Linked DNA regions of Capsicum annuum: region 2 is linked to region 1. The links are chromatin contacts, called in public Hi-C maps. All regions are on one chromosome and are shown on one strand. Each heading gives the region's core, a stretch centred on a gene start, on an enhancer-like site or on the middle of the called end of the contact. The rest is flanking DNA. Distances are from core to core; before and after follow the strand shown. Region 1 has its middle 15 kb from the start of LOC107840541. Region 2 holds the start of LOC107840542.

Evidence for each region. A called contact is a pair of places that touch in the nucleus more often than the background predicts.
Region 2: a Hi-C map of leaf shows a contact between it and region 1, with 2.0 times the contacts expected there. The contact joins the promoter of LOC107840542 here to the enhancer-like site in region 1. A contact is called at or near these places in 2 of 5 Hi-C or Micro-C datasets (leaf and placenta).

What each region holds. Positions count from the first base shown.
Region 1 is chr8:171,557,855-171,564,348 of UCD10Xv1.1, forward strand. No RefSeq gene overlaps it. Among protein-coding and RNA genes, the nearest start is that of LOC107840541, 15 kb to the left of the region's middle. Within about 2 kb of position 2,382, at least 4 of the 5 cell types and tissues checked have an H3K27ac peak or open chromatin away from gene starts, as enhancers often do. A contact at or near this core is called in leaf, where this site is marked.
Region 2 is chr8:171,591,882-171,598,375 of UCD10Xv1.1, forward strand. LOC107840542 reads left to right here and starts at 3,580. Exons shown (of 3, transcript XM_016684439.2): 1 at 3,580-5,443; 2 at 5,783-6,393. The coding sequence starts at 4,048. The coding sequence ends at 6,348.

The DNA of each region.
Region 1 (6,494 bases), core at 1,132-3,631:
ATTAACACACTCATTTACCATAAATTGTATTTTAAAGAGAGCACAAAAAGTAAATATCTTGAAAACTAGTCACTGTACGACTTGCAAAAATCTAAAAGAAAAGAAAGGAACTAGGAAGAAGAAAGTGTGTGCCCAATAGCTTCTTAAGTAACGGTACCGTTGACATCCATTGGCAAATACAGTTTGAAAGTGTGATTTTTAAGCTTTTTTTTATTTTTGATTTGAGTATTTATCAATCATATATTTTAATATGAAGTTTAAATTAGATACTTATTAATAGGAAAAAATCATTTTATTTTGTGCAGTTTTCTGGGCTTACTCCTCACGCTTAGGCGAACACCCCAACGCTTAGGCAAACGCCTCAAATTTTGGGGCGTACGTATTTCGATACTTTCGCATACCTAAAATGCTTTGATGCATTTTTTGCTATGCCTTGCTCCGAAGCTCACCCCAAGACTCGCCTCAGACTGCCTTTTAAAACACTAATACTAACTTGTATTAGCAGAATTGTTTTAATCAAAGCTATCTAATTAAATCAATGGACTAACAAATTACTTTAACTATCTAAACACAAAAGATTAGTACTGATCCTAAAAGATACTCTCTCTGTTTCATAATAAATGAATTATTAGATTTTGACACACAGATTAAGAAAAAAACATTAAAGACATAAATTTAACACAACTTTCCATTTTTACCTCCAAAAAAGAAAAAACTGACCTTGTAATACCTTTTTAAAAGTTAATTGATTGTCAAATCATAAGGATAAATTTAAAAAAAATTCAATGATTCACTTATTTTAAAATACCAATAAATACCTCAATAATTCACTTATTTCAAAATGGTGGGACTGCATTTCAAGTTTGTTCATCTATAGGCATCTCCTTTTGTGTCAATACACATTGCGCCTGTCAAGTTTGACCGTTGATAATATAACGATTATTTTAGATCTTCATGCGTTTCACACACTACTAATTGGTTACTGTTACGCTCATTTAAATTTTTCAATAAAAAATGTTCAGGAGCTACTTCTATACATACTCGCTTCTCAGAAAAGAAAAAATTGTACGTAATTATTTTAACACGAAAAAATTAGAAAGATTTTTATTTTTCATCATAAATTTTTCCGTTAAGCTGATTTGATGAAAATAAGAAAATTAATACTCTATTTTATAAGTGATGATGAAGGGAGTGTTTGGTATGATAGAAAAATATTTTTTGAAAAATATTTTCTTATTTTTTCCTGTTTGATTGCAATAAAATGTTTGGAAAATATTTTTCACAACAATTCATTTTCCTCAATTTGAGGGAAAATGATTTTCCTCTTGGGCCAAAGGAAGTCATTGAAAATGACAAATGTGACTTATGATCCCATCCCCACCCCTCTTTCCTACCCTAACAACGCTCATATTCATATGACTAAAAAAAATTCACATTCTCAAAAATTTACATTATTCGAAAATACTTTTTACTGTGCTTTGCTTAAATTTTTCACTGCTTGAAATAAAAAATAGTGAAACCCGAATTTTTTCCATTTCTAATATTCGTTGAATGAATTGTTATTTTCATATGCATAGAGGAAGATTTACCTATGTTACTTTTGTTAATTGTATATTTTATTTTGTCATCGATGTACTCCCTCCGTCATATTTTATCCGTCCCAAATTTTCTAATCTGGTGTCCTATTTTACTTGTCTTTTTTTACTTATCAAGACAAGACAATTTTTTTTTTCAGATTTTACCCTTTTCATTAATTACCTTTTCTTTAAATTAAAATGTAAATATCATTTAATAAGAATACTATGGTAAACTAACCATGTTATTTATTATGTTTTTAACAACTGTGCCATCCCAATTTAGGACTAGTAAAATGGGACGGAGGGAGTAACTATTTCACGAGGTTTAATAAGCTTGTCGTTTCATTATATTTTTATTAATTGTAATATCTTGAAATTATCCTGACAAATTATTGAAAAGTGTCTCTTATATTTGTTAATTAATAGTTGCTTAAATTTAGTGATTGTAATATTTTAATATTCGATATTGATATTATTTGTTATGCACTTCTAGATATACTAATTAACAGTTAATGGTATTTTATAAAAAAATATTTTTTCACTCACCAATCAAACACTAGAAAATATTTTTCTAAAAAATAGTTTCTACTCATCAACCAAATACCATAAAATATTTTTTAAAAAATATTTTTCATTTACCAACCAAAAATAAAAAAATAAGTAAAAAATCAACTTATTTTTCATCGAAAATACTTTCCATCGTACCAAACACACCCGAAAAGAATTTTTGTTTCTAGTAGTGACGCAACACACAAATTTGAGAGTCTTGTCTCACAATTTAGTGGACCACATGTCCCGTACTTTTTACTTTTTTGGATTTAAGCTTATCCAAATTGTACAGCTTTCTTAGTCAGCATTGGCCCGCTTGTTTTTACCTTCTATCAGCTTTTTAACACCACAAATTATAATAAAACTTGATCCAAATTAAAGTTTCAAACACTGCTAGCTAGTTCCAATTTCTTCTGAAAATCATGAGTATAATGTCGTCACTGTATGAGATGTTAGGAATTCCAGTTAATGCAACAACGTTAGAGATCAAAGCAGCCTACAGGAAAATAGCAAGAACATGTCATCCAGATGTTGTGTCCTTACCTAAAAAAGAAACATCAGCTACTGAGTTCATGAAGATTCATGCAGCTTATGTTACCTTGTCTGATCCTATCAAGAGGGCTTATTATGATCACCAATATTTCCGGCAGCCAGTAGTGTCAGTGGCATCATCGAACTGGGAGACCGATCAATGCTGGTAGTAATATTGTCTCAGTTAATTCCACATCAATATCGGTACTTATGTTGCCAGGTTATTTGATATGGCCCAAGCCTATACAAGTTAGGCCTAAGGTTTATGTTCTTATATATGGTATCAACGTCAATATACGTTATAGGTCTATACAAGTTAGGCTTAAGGTCCATGTTCTTATATATGGTATTAACGTCAATACGTTTACTCCATATGTATTGCACATTTCATGTTATGTTGTATTCGGAGGCGGAGCCGGCCCTCTTTAGGGGGTTCGGACCGATGGAAAAATATACTAATTATGCATGATTAAAATTATTTTTTATGTGGTTATAATAGGTGTTGAACCTCCTTCGATTTAATTTTCTTTGATTATTGAACCCCTTATTTGATATCCTGACGGCTCCGCCTTGGTTGTATTATGAATTTGTCTCTGCACAACTTAAATACGGATGTCACAGAAGAAACTGTTGGGCCAAAAAGTAGGAGGACTAAAAGGCCTTGGTGTGGGATTATCTTGGCCCAAATGACAGTAGCTTCAATAAGGCTAAGTATTGAAACAAAAGGATTGTATGTAATATGGTCATGCTAATGCAAAGTTTGTATCTTTCATCCTGCTTTATCTGAGTCTAGTACTGATTTTTCAATATTTCTACATTTCCATTTGGGATTTTGCCTTTTGACTTGTTACATTTACTTTCTGAAATTGTAATTGAATTTGAGTTCATTACATATACACATATATTTATGTTAAATTATGAGTCCTACTAATTGCCTATTTGTGGAACAAGTAAGTAAACGTGGTTCACAGAATTAAATACTAAACATAGTGTTTTTACGTGGAAAACACCCGGCTCAAGAAAGGTGTAAAAAATCACGACCTGTACCTCTACAGGATTTAACCCAACTTCACTATAATACTTGAGCCTCAACAATCAACAGAATTACAAGACTTCTTATTAACTAGGAATTAAAACTTCTAACTCCTATCACTACAAAAACACAAATCTTCCCAAGATAAGTGTTCCCAAGTCTTCGAGTTCCCAAACTTGAAGACACAATTCTTAACTCATTTTATAGATCACTGAGACTAGAACATTGACTAATTACAACTCAAAAAACCTACTCACTACACAAATTCTACAACTTGCTAAGTAAGAGATCAGGTTCTTCTTCGAGTATGAGAACTGATATGCTGATTGTTGATATGCTTTTCAGTGCTTGAGTCCAGTGCTTTTGAATTCGTTTCTTGTATTTAAGCACCCACCTCATGGAGTCCTTCAATTGATATCAACTTCTATATTCAATAGGACTCCAGATAGTTTCCTGCTACTTGTTGCCGCCCCTCTTTTTTTTTTTTTTTCAATAGGATTCCTCTTTTCTCTTTCTTCAAGACTTCTTGTTCAACTCAACTTCTGCACTTCTTCTCTTTCAACTCAACTTCTGCAAGTCTTCTTTTTCAACTCAACTTCTAATGTGATAAATGTTATCCACTTCTGTTTGTATGCCAGGTCATCATATCAATAACTTATCTGCAGCTGACCTTGGTTCAGTTGGATGGAACAACTTTTACCACATGTTTCATTCTCATGTCTATCATCAAAATTTCACATGCTCTAACAATTTCCCCCATTTTAATGATGACAAACATAGCTGTATAATACCACAAACCCGACATACTCACCAAGAAGTTAAGTAAAGGAAACAGAATGAAACACAGATTAGTTAATTGAGTTATAAGCACTGTATAATCTGTTCTTCCCTCTTTTGACATCATAAAAAAACTGGACCAATGAGTGAAACAAGTTTTATAATTCATGGCCACTGGGGCTATCACTAAAACATGAAGACTTTAGAGCAAAAAGAACAAGCAATGTATCAGCAACACAAAAGTGAGCCACATAAAACAAAAAGAGACCATTTCATTGATAGATCAGAATACAATGATCACAACCCATAATAAATAATATGAGAGAACCAACTTAATGATACGCCCAAATTACAACTCTTGTTAGAAAGTGTAAGCGGTCGCTGTCAAATATAGAATCCAACTGGGTTGGGTGTCGAATCCCACAGGGAATACTATGGTCACTAAGTATTGCGATTATTATTAGACTGTTGGTCGAAGGTTCCAAGATAAGGGGGTTTGGTTCAAGTGCACAATAATATTATCAGTGTAACGATGAGATGATATGTGTAATTATATTTGATCACAGAGAATGACAAGTTAGGGTTATGTCCACCTTGTAGCTTCTACTTCTCTATTAACTATGAGTAATACGGATTTTATACATGCATGCACTTATAGAGAGACGTATTCTAATTCTAAATCCAAGTGTTTTTCAACCATCGAGGATTTATTCAGCTTAGTTCTCTCGAATCCAAAGTGTACAACAAATTATACGAACTCTCCAAGACGTTAATCCTGCTAGGGCATTAACGTGTAAAATAGGGGTTGGAAACCCTATTTTCTTGTCACACTTTCTTTTCCAAACAGTAACTTTTCCATCGAACAAGTTATTGCTATAATAGCGTATTCCCTATGTTTGCAACCACGAGAATTCAATCAAAATGAAGAGAGTAATGATATAAGTGGCATGACATATAATAAATTCAAAAACCCATAGCAATAGAGAGTATACTACAAGGTTTCCATAACCCTAACAAATAAAGCTACTCATGAATAAAACAAAAATCAACATAGAAATATTCATCATACCAAAACTTGGAACGATCTTGGTGATGAAGATGACTAGCGAAATTAAGAGAGAAACACGTTTCTCTCTCTCTCTCTCTCCTCAAGCTAAGCCGTTTTTCTTGTGTTCAAAATATTACAGAATCTGAATAATGTGAATAATGAGCTAAAAATTCAGCAATAATGCTTTTAATAACATCCTTCTCTAATAAATTGCTACTGCATCCTTAACTATTTAAAAATGCTGAGTTTGCCCGGGAAAAAGTTTCCATGCGTCACATTCACTTCAAGAGCTGCTTTCCTTTTTATGTGAAGTTTTCCTTTGCTTTCCACAGGTCCCCAAAGTGCTGAAATCTTCCTCATTAGTACCTGAAAAGCGTGCTAATCACATAGGTCAGCTCACTTAATTGAAAATAGACTAAAAGTGCAAGAATTATGTATTTTATCCTCAAAACTTAGCTAAAACATGGGTAAGTTATGGTGCTTAGACGTATAAATACGCCCAACATCACTTAACCAAAAAGTCGGAATGAAAGATGCCTAAGCATACTAAGAGGGCTTAAGTGGATGAGGAAGAAGGAATAAGGGAGGTCTGCTTCTTAATAATATTTGCATTTTCAGCTCTTTCCTTTTTCAAAAGGGCTGTGAGGGAGGCAATTTGAGCTTGAAGAACCTGTTTCTCCTCTTCACGAGTAGCCTGAGCAACTTCCAATGCAGCTTGTGCCACATCCACCTCACTTTGCTTGGCAACAAAAACATTTCTCAGCCTTTGCATAGGATTATCAGCACTCCTCATAGCAGTAGGAAACATAGCATGGTTCACAGACCCAATGACATCCTTTGTGGTCTGTAATGACCATGCTTTGATAGGAATATGAAAGTCCTCAAAAATAGGGGCAAGCCAGAACTCATATGGTAAAGCATGGCCATTTGCATCTTGAATTAAAACCCTTTGCATGTGCTTAATGATGAGTGTAGGAAG
Region 2 (6,494 bases), core at 2,330-4,829, 35 kb after region 1:
TAAAAAACCACGACTTGTACCTCTACAGGATTTAACCCCAACTTCACTAAATAACTCTGAGCCTCAACAACGACTCTTGTAATCAACAAATAGGAATTATAAACTCTAATTTCTTTAACTCAACGATTAGGAATTATAAACTCTAATTCCTAATTACACACACCTCCCAAGGTATGCGTTCCCAAAGTCTCTGAGTTTTCCCCAACTCGAAGACTAGCTCTTAGTTCAGTTTATAACACATTGAAACTAATATTACATCAATAGTTTAAACACAATGAACAACTCTAAAAATCAACGCTAAAACTCTTAGCTGGATTCTACACTTAGGACCAAGTTCTTCAATGTGTTTCTTCAGTGATTGAGTAGCACTTCGTGAAGTCAATCTGTCGATTGTGTTTTTTTCTTTGTAAGTGCGTGAGTTTATTCTGACTGATACATCTTCTATTTAAGCACAACTCTTCAAAGAGTCATTCTTTATTTCAAACTCTCCCTTCAATCATAACTCTCATTGCATAGAGTTCTACTTCAAGTCCTTCTTCAATTCCAACTCGTCTCCTTAGTGTTATAGTCAAACCCCAACTCTCCAAAGAGTACTTTTTGCATAGACTTCTTCAATTTTCTGAATCTTTCTCCTTCTACACACATAGGACTCTTAAGGATATGCTGAGAAGTGAAACTCCTTATTCACATAAGACTCCTTTTTCAACTCAACTTACTTACCCTTAACATCAAGTGTTTGAATCAAATTCAACTTGTTCTATTCCCCACGTTATCAGTAAGTTGAAGTTTCCAGTTGCACTGATTTAACTCATTCTGATTTTTAATTATTTATACCGTAGACTACACTCTTGAACTTGTCGGATCAGTGGAACACGTATATCAACTTGTTTCATTCATATTGTCATTAATCAAAACGTTCCAACAGTAAAATTATACGGTAAACAGGTTAAAAATTATTTAATATATATAGTATAATAGGTAACAGAAAATAGTAATCAAAAAATATTACAAATAACTTTTCTACAATCGGCTAAAAAACATTGATTGGTTAATTTTATTTTCTTGCACTATATATTAGTGAATATAAATAACAATATCTATTGCCTCAGTTCCAAATAAATTTAAATCAGCTATATGAATCATGACTTCTCCATCTTAAAACGTATCATCTTCATACTAAGAAACAAAACTCATGATTTAAAGCTCATCATGCTACTTGAACTTTCTAACGAATGTTGTCATTTTTGATGTTATCTAATCTTGTACGACCATACATCCATATATTAACATCGCATCTCTGCTATAAACATTTCATAAATTTGTTGAACTTTAAAGTATATAAAATCCTTCATGAAACAAAGAAAACCAGAAGTAGGGTGGTATTGACAATGACAATGGAACAAAATACCAAATCCATATAAACTTTCGATGTCTCATTTTCGAATTGCACATAAATATTTGGACAGTGTAGCTACTCATGTGATATGTCCTGAAAATTGATACACCTAAAAGAAACCCTTAGCTATTTCCATCATTGCACTAATAATGAGTGCTCACATATTATAAGTACAGTAATCATAAATCATAATGAATGTCCTTGTAGTTGGTGTTACAAACTATAGTAGAATAGCTTTTTTCTTTTCTGTTGCATGTAATTTCTTTTTCACCAAGGTACGTTCACATCATAAAGCAACATGCCTGAATATTTTTTTTTTAAACATCACACCATATATGGTACTGTGTTACGTTGTAGCTTTCTGGTAACACAGTACATGCTTTTGCTACACGTTTTTTTCCTTTTCCAAAAAGAATGCTCTTCAAATTAGAGTTCATTTTGAACCGTTTATAAGATGTAGCATAACTTTAATTGGGACTAAAGAGGGTAGAATATATAACTTACCTTTACTGAGCTGAGAGTTTATAGCATACCTTACCCATGTGTACTTATGGTATGAAATACGATCACTTTCAGTATACTACATATCTTTGTCTCAGTTTATGTGACACAATTGAACCTCTAGAGTTAAATTTATAAGCTTCTAACTTCGTACATGGAATCTTAAGTGCTTTAAAAAACCAATTTTACATAGTTTTCAACTGTATAAAAAAAGCTAGTAGTCATTATATTGGCAATTCAAAATATTTGACAGCTTACAAAAAATTGTGTTCAAAGAAAAACTCTTTTTAATATAAACTCCAAAAATTTAAGAGGTACCACGTAAAACTAGTGTGGACAACAGACCTAGTAGCTGAATAATTCAAGTGTATATTTCGCAGTGCTTGTGGGATTAGTCAGCACAGGTATTTCTAATCCTATCTTACGTATCTATTAAGAATACTTATTAATTATAGTAAATAATTCAATGTTTATTGAGAGGGCATATATAATCGACATGGTCCCAAAATATGGGTTGAGGAATATCATCTTAAAATTAAAGGGTGGGCTTCTGCCTATGAAGAATTTTGATAGTATTAAAGTAGAGTATTATTACTCAAGCATTTTAATAAAATTCACTATCGACTAACTTATTATTGAATTTCTAAGCAAGATTAATTATTAATCCATGTTTTTGGGTTGCGTTCTAGTTTTTGTTAGTATACTTAAAATAACGTGACAGAAAGATTTATACTCCCTCCGTTTAAAAAAGAATGATCTATTTTGACTTGGCACAAAGTTTAAGAAAATAAAGAAGACTTTTAAATCTTGTAGCCTTAAATTAAAGTTGTATCAAATGTACCAAAATGTCCTTTAATCTTGAGGTCCTAAACATGCCATGTAGAAAGTTGAAATTAAAGTACTGCCAAAAAGGGAAAGAGATCGTTTTTTTTTAAACGGACTAAAAAAAAAGTATGTCATTCTTTGTCACATAGAGAGGGAGTAGTAAAGTTGGCAATACCAATTTGGGAATAAGTAAGATCCTGTGTTTGTTAGAAATTTCTATTAGATTGAAAAACAATACAATCAATAAGTTTATACAAGTTACAACCTTTATTTACATTAAAAAGAAACACCATATTTATAAGCAACAAATTGCTTATGGAAGACAATTTGTAAAAATGATGAGATACTTCCCCTTTAATTAATGTTATTAAAAATGAAAATATTTTGATTGGAAGTTCTTGTTCTTACGCAATGTGTGAGTCTAGACTAATGAAGTTTGAACAACACATGATTATCAATTTTTTTTAATAGTAATGGGAACTTTACAATTGAATATATAGAAGTCTATCAATCAACTATTGAAAGCTTTGGTACCAATTATCGATTGGAATTGGACCATAATCTATCTATACCGGCATCATGATTTCATATTTGGAAGGAAGGTTAAAATTAGAAATTGATAGAAAAGCAAGGATATGGTGGAAAAAGTAAAAAAGAAAATCCTAGTAGGCGATGCACCGGATGAGTTTAGTGAAATTTAAGTACTTCGAGTATGAATTAGTCCGACCTCAATAATATATGATTATAAAATAAAATGTAGTAGTAGAAATATTTGTTTTTCCTCCGGTAACAGTGGCAATAATTGGTCCTTTACGTTACTTGCTAGCCAACTTTTGACATTCGCATTCACTTAACTGAAAATTGGACATTGTAAGATATCCAATGGGGAGCTATGAATGGCCAAAATGGCTTTTATCATAGTGATTCAATTTCTTCGGCTACTACATACATTATTTCCTATAAATAAGGTTGTAACGGCCATGAGTTTTTTGGTTTTCCATTTTCATGGAAACCTATAGAGACATTTGCGCTTGACCATACCCAAACTTATACTGAATCATCCACACACCCCGCCGTCACTCCTATCGCCACCGCCCTCCTCCTCCTCCTGCCCTCCGTTTATGGCCAGTTTCATCATTTTTCTAAACCCCCCATAGAAAATAAAAAGATTGCAAATTTATTGTTTTTTTATTTGTGTCCTTTCTTGTTTTCGTTTTAGTTTTGATACAAAATTTTAACGTGAATTCCCTTGTATTTTGTTTGATCTTCCAAGACTTTTATTTTGCGGTGTTTAAGGAAGAAGAGATTAGCAGTCCGCTATTACGATGGCGGACATAGTGAAACAAATTCTAGCACGGCCAATACAATTGGCAGACCAGGCAACAAAAGCGGCTGACGAGGTATGTAATTTCAAGGCTGATTGTATGGAGATCAAAGCCAAAACAGAGAAGCTTGCCGCGCTCCTAAGACAGGCAGCACGCGCGAGTAATGACTTGTACGAGCGTCCAACGCGTCGAATCATCGATGACACGGAACAGGTTTTGGACAAGGCACTCACCCTCGTAATCAAATGTTGTGCCAGGGGATTGAGTCGTGTTTTCACCATCATCCCTACTGCTGCATTGAAGAAAACGGCACAGCAGCTTGAGAATTCATGTGGTGATGTTCAATGGTTGTTACGTGTGTCGACTCCAGCGGATGACCGTGATGATGAGTATCTCGGGCTACCTCCTATTGCAGCTAATGAACCGATATTGTGTCTGATATGGGAACAGATTGCGATTTTGTGTACAGGGTCGTTGGAGGAACGTTCTGATGCGGCGGCCTCGCTTGTGTCGTTGGCTCGGGACAATGAGCGATATGGGAAGTTGATTATAGAAGAAGGCGGGGTTGCACCGTTGTTGAAATTGGCCAAAGAAGGACGAAAGGAGGGTCAGGAAAACGCGGCGAGGGCTATTGGCCTTCTTGGTCGAGACCCTGAAAGCGTTGAACAAATTGTGAATGCAGGTGTTTGCTCTGTGTTTGCCAAGATTCTAAAAGATGGGCATATGAAAATTCAGGTTGTAGTGGCTTGGGCAATTTCAGAACTGGCTGCTAATCACCACAAATGTCAAGATCATTTTGCTCAAGCAAATACTATTAGGTTATTGGTTAGTCATCTTGCTTTTGAGACAATTCAAGAACACAGTAAGTATGCTATTGCTAAAAAACAACAGAACATGTTGATACACACAGCTGCTGCGATGGCCCAATCTAATACTTCTAGTACTAGCAAAATCAGTGATTATGGAGGTAAGGTTGATGATAATGACAATAGAACTCATAGTAAAATTCCTCACCCTGTAGATAAACAACCAGCCAACCAAATGCATAATTTGGTTGAAAGTGCCATGGCAATGAAATCCCAGGTACAGAATCAGGCTAACAATCCTATTGCGGGTCAAAATCAGCAGCAACATCGACAAAACCCGAATCAGCAGAAGAATCACCATGTTGGATTGACAGGGACTAGCATTAAAGGGAGAGAATTTGAAGATCCTGCGACAAAAGCTGATATGAAAGCAATGGCTGCCAGAGCACTTAGACATCTTTCTGCAGGAAATGTTAGCATTTGTAGCAATATTACAGAATCCCGAGCTCTTTTATGCTTTGCTGTCTTGCTAGAGAAAGGCCCTGAAGAAGTACAATATCATTCAGCCATGGCGCTCATGGAAATCACAGGTAAATGTGTCATGTTTAGCTCATAAAATTATAGCCCTCCTGATTGATGAGTTGATTAGGCATAACCAAAGCTAGCCCGTTCGAAAGCTATTTGGGCTGCTTGTGCAATCATCAAAGTATATATTAAAAAAAATTGAGGGTTGTTTGATTTAATAGTCTTGATCAAACAATGAAGGAAGGCTGGCTGAATTATGAGCCGCTATTTAACACAATTTGACCTGTTCTCCAGACCCAAACAAATTTTAGACTGAGTTAAAAGCCAACCATATATTATTGATTCTATCCATTTTAGCACATGTGGCTTTAGCTCAACTTGCTCATTGACACACTTATACACAGGCGTTGCTGAGCAAAATTCTGACTTGAGACGTTCTGCTTTCAAGCCCACTGCACCTGCTGCCAAAGCCGTGGTTGATCAATTCTTGAGAATTATCAACCAGGGAGATTCAGAATTGCTCTGTCCAAGCATCAAATCTATAGGACATCTAGCCAGGACCTTTCGAGCAACAGAAACAAGAATGATTCGTCCATTGGTGGCTCGGTTAGATGATAGGGAACCAGATGTAACTAGGGAAGCTGCAATTGCACTCAACAAATTTGCTTCCTCTGATAATTTCCTCAGAGTCGATCACTGCAAGGCCATAATTCAGGCAGGAGGCACCAAGCACCTAGTACCACATGTTTACTTTGGTGAACAAATGGTTCAGGTTCCTTGTTTGATTCTCTTGAGTTACATAGCAATGCATGTGCCTGATAGTGAGGCATTAGCTGATGACAATGCACATATAGTTTTGGAGTGGTCTACAAAGCAGGCACACCTAATGCAAGATCCTATAGTTGAAGAACTAGTGAACAAAGGCAGAGAAAGCATGGAACTTTATCAGTCCAGAGGCTCACGGCTGTGAACCTATCAACTTGTATAATACTTCCTCAGTACGTCCAAAATTTAGGTACTGCAAGTATTCCTTCTTTGAACTTCTTTCTAGTTTTATACGTACACTTTACCCTTCCTAGACCTCATTTCTCAGATTAAACAGGCTATATGTTGTTG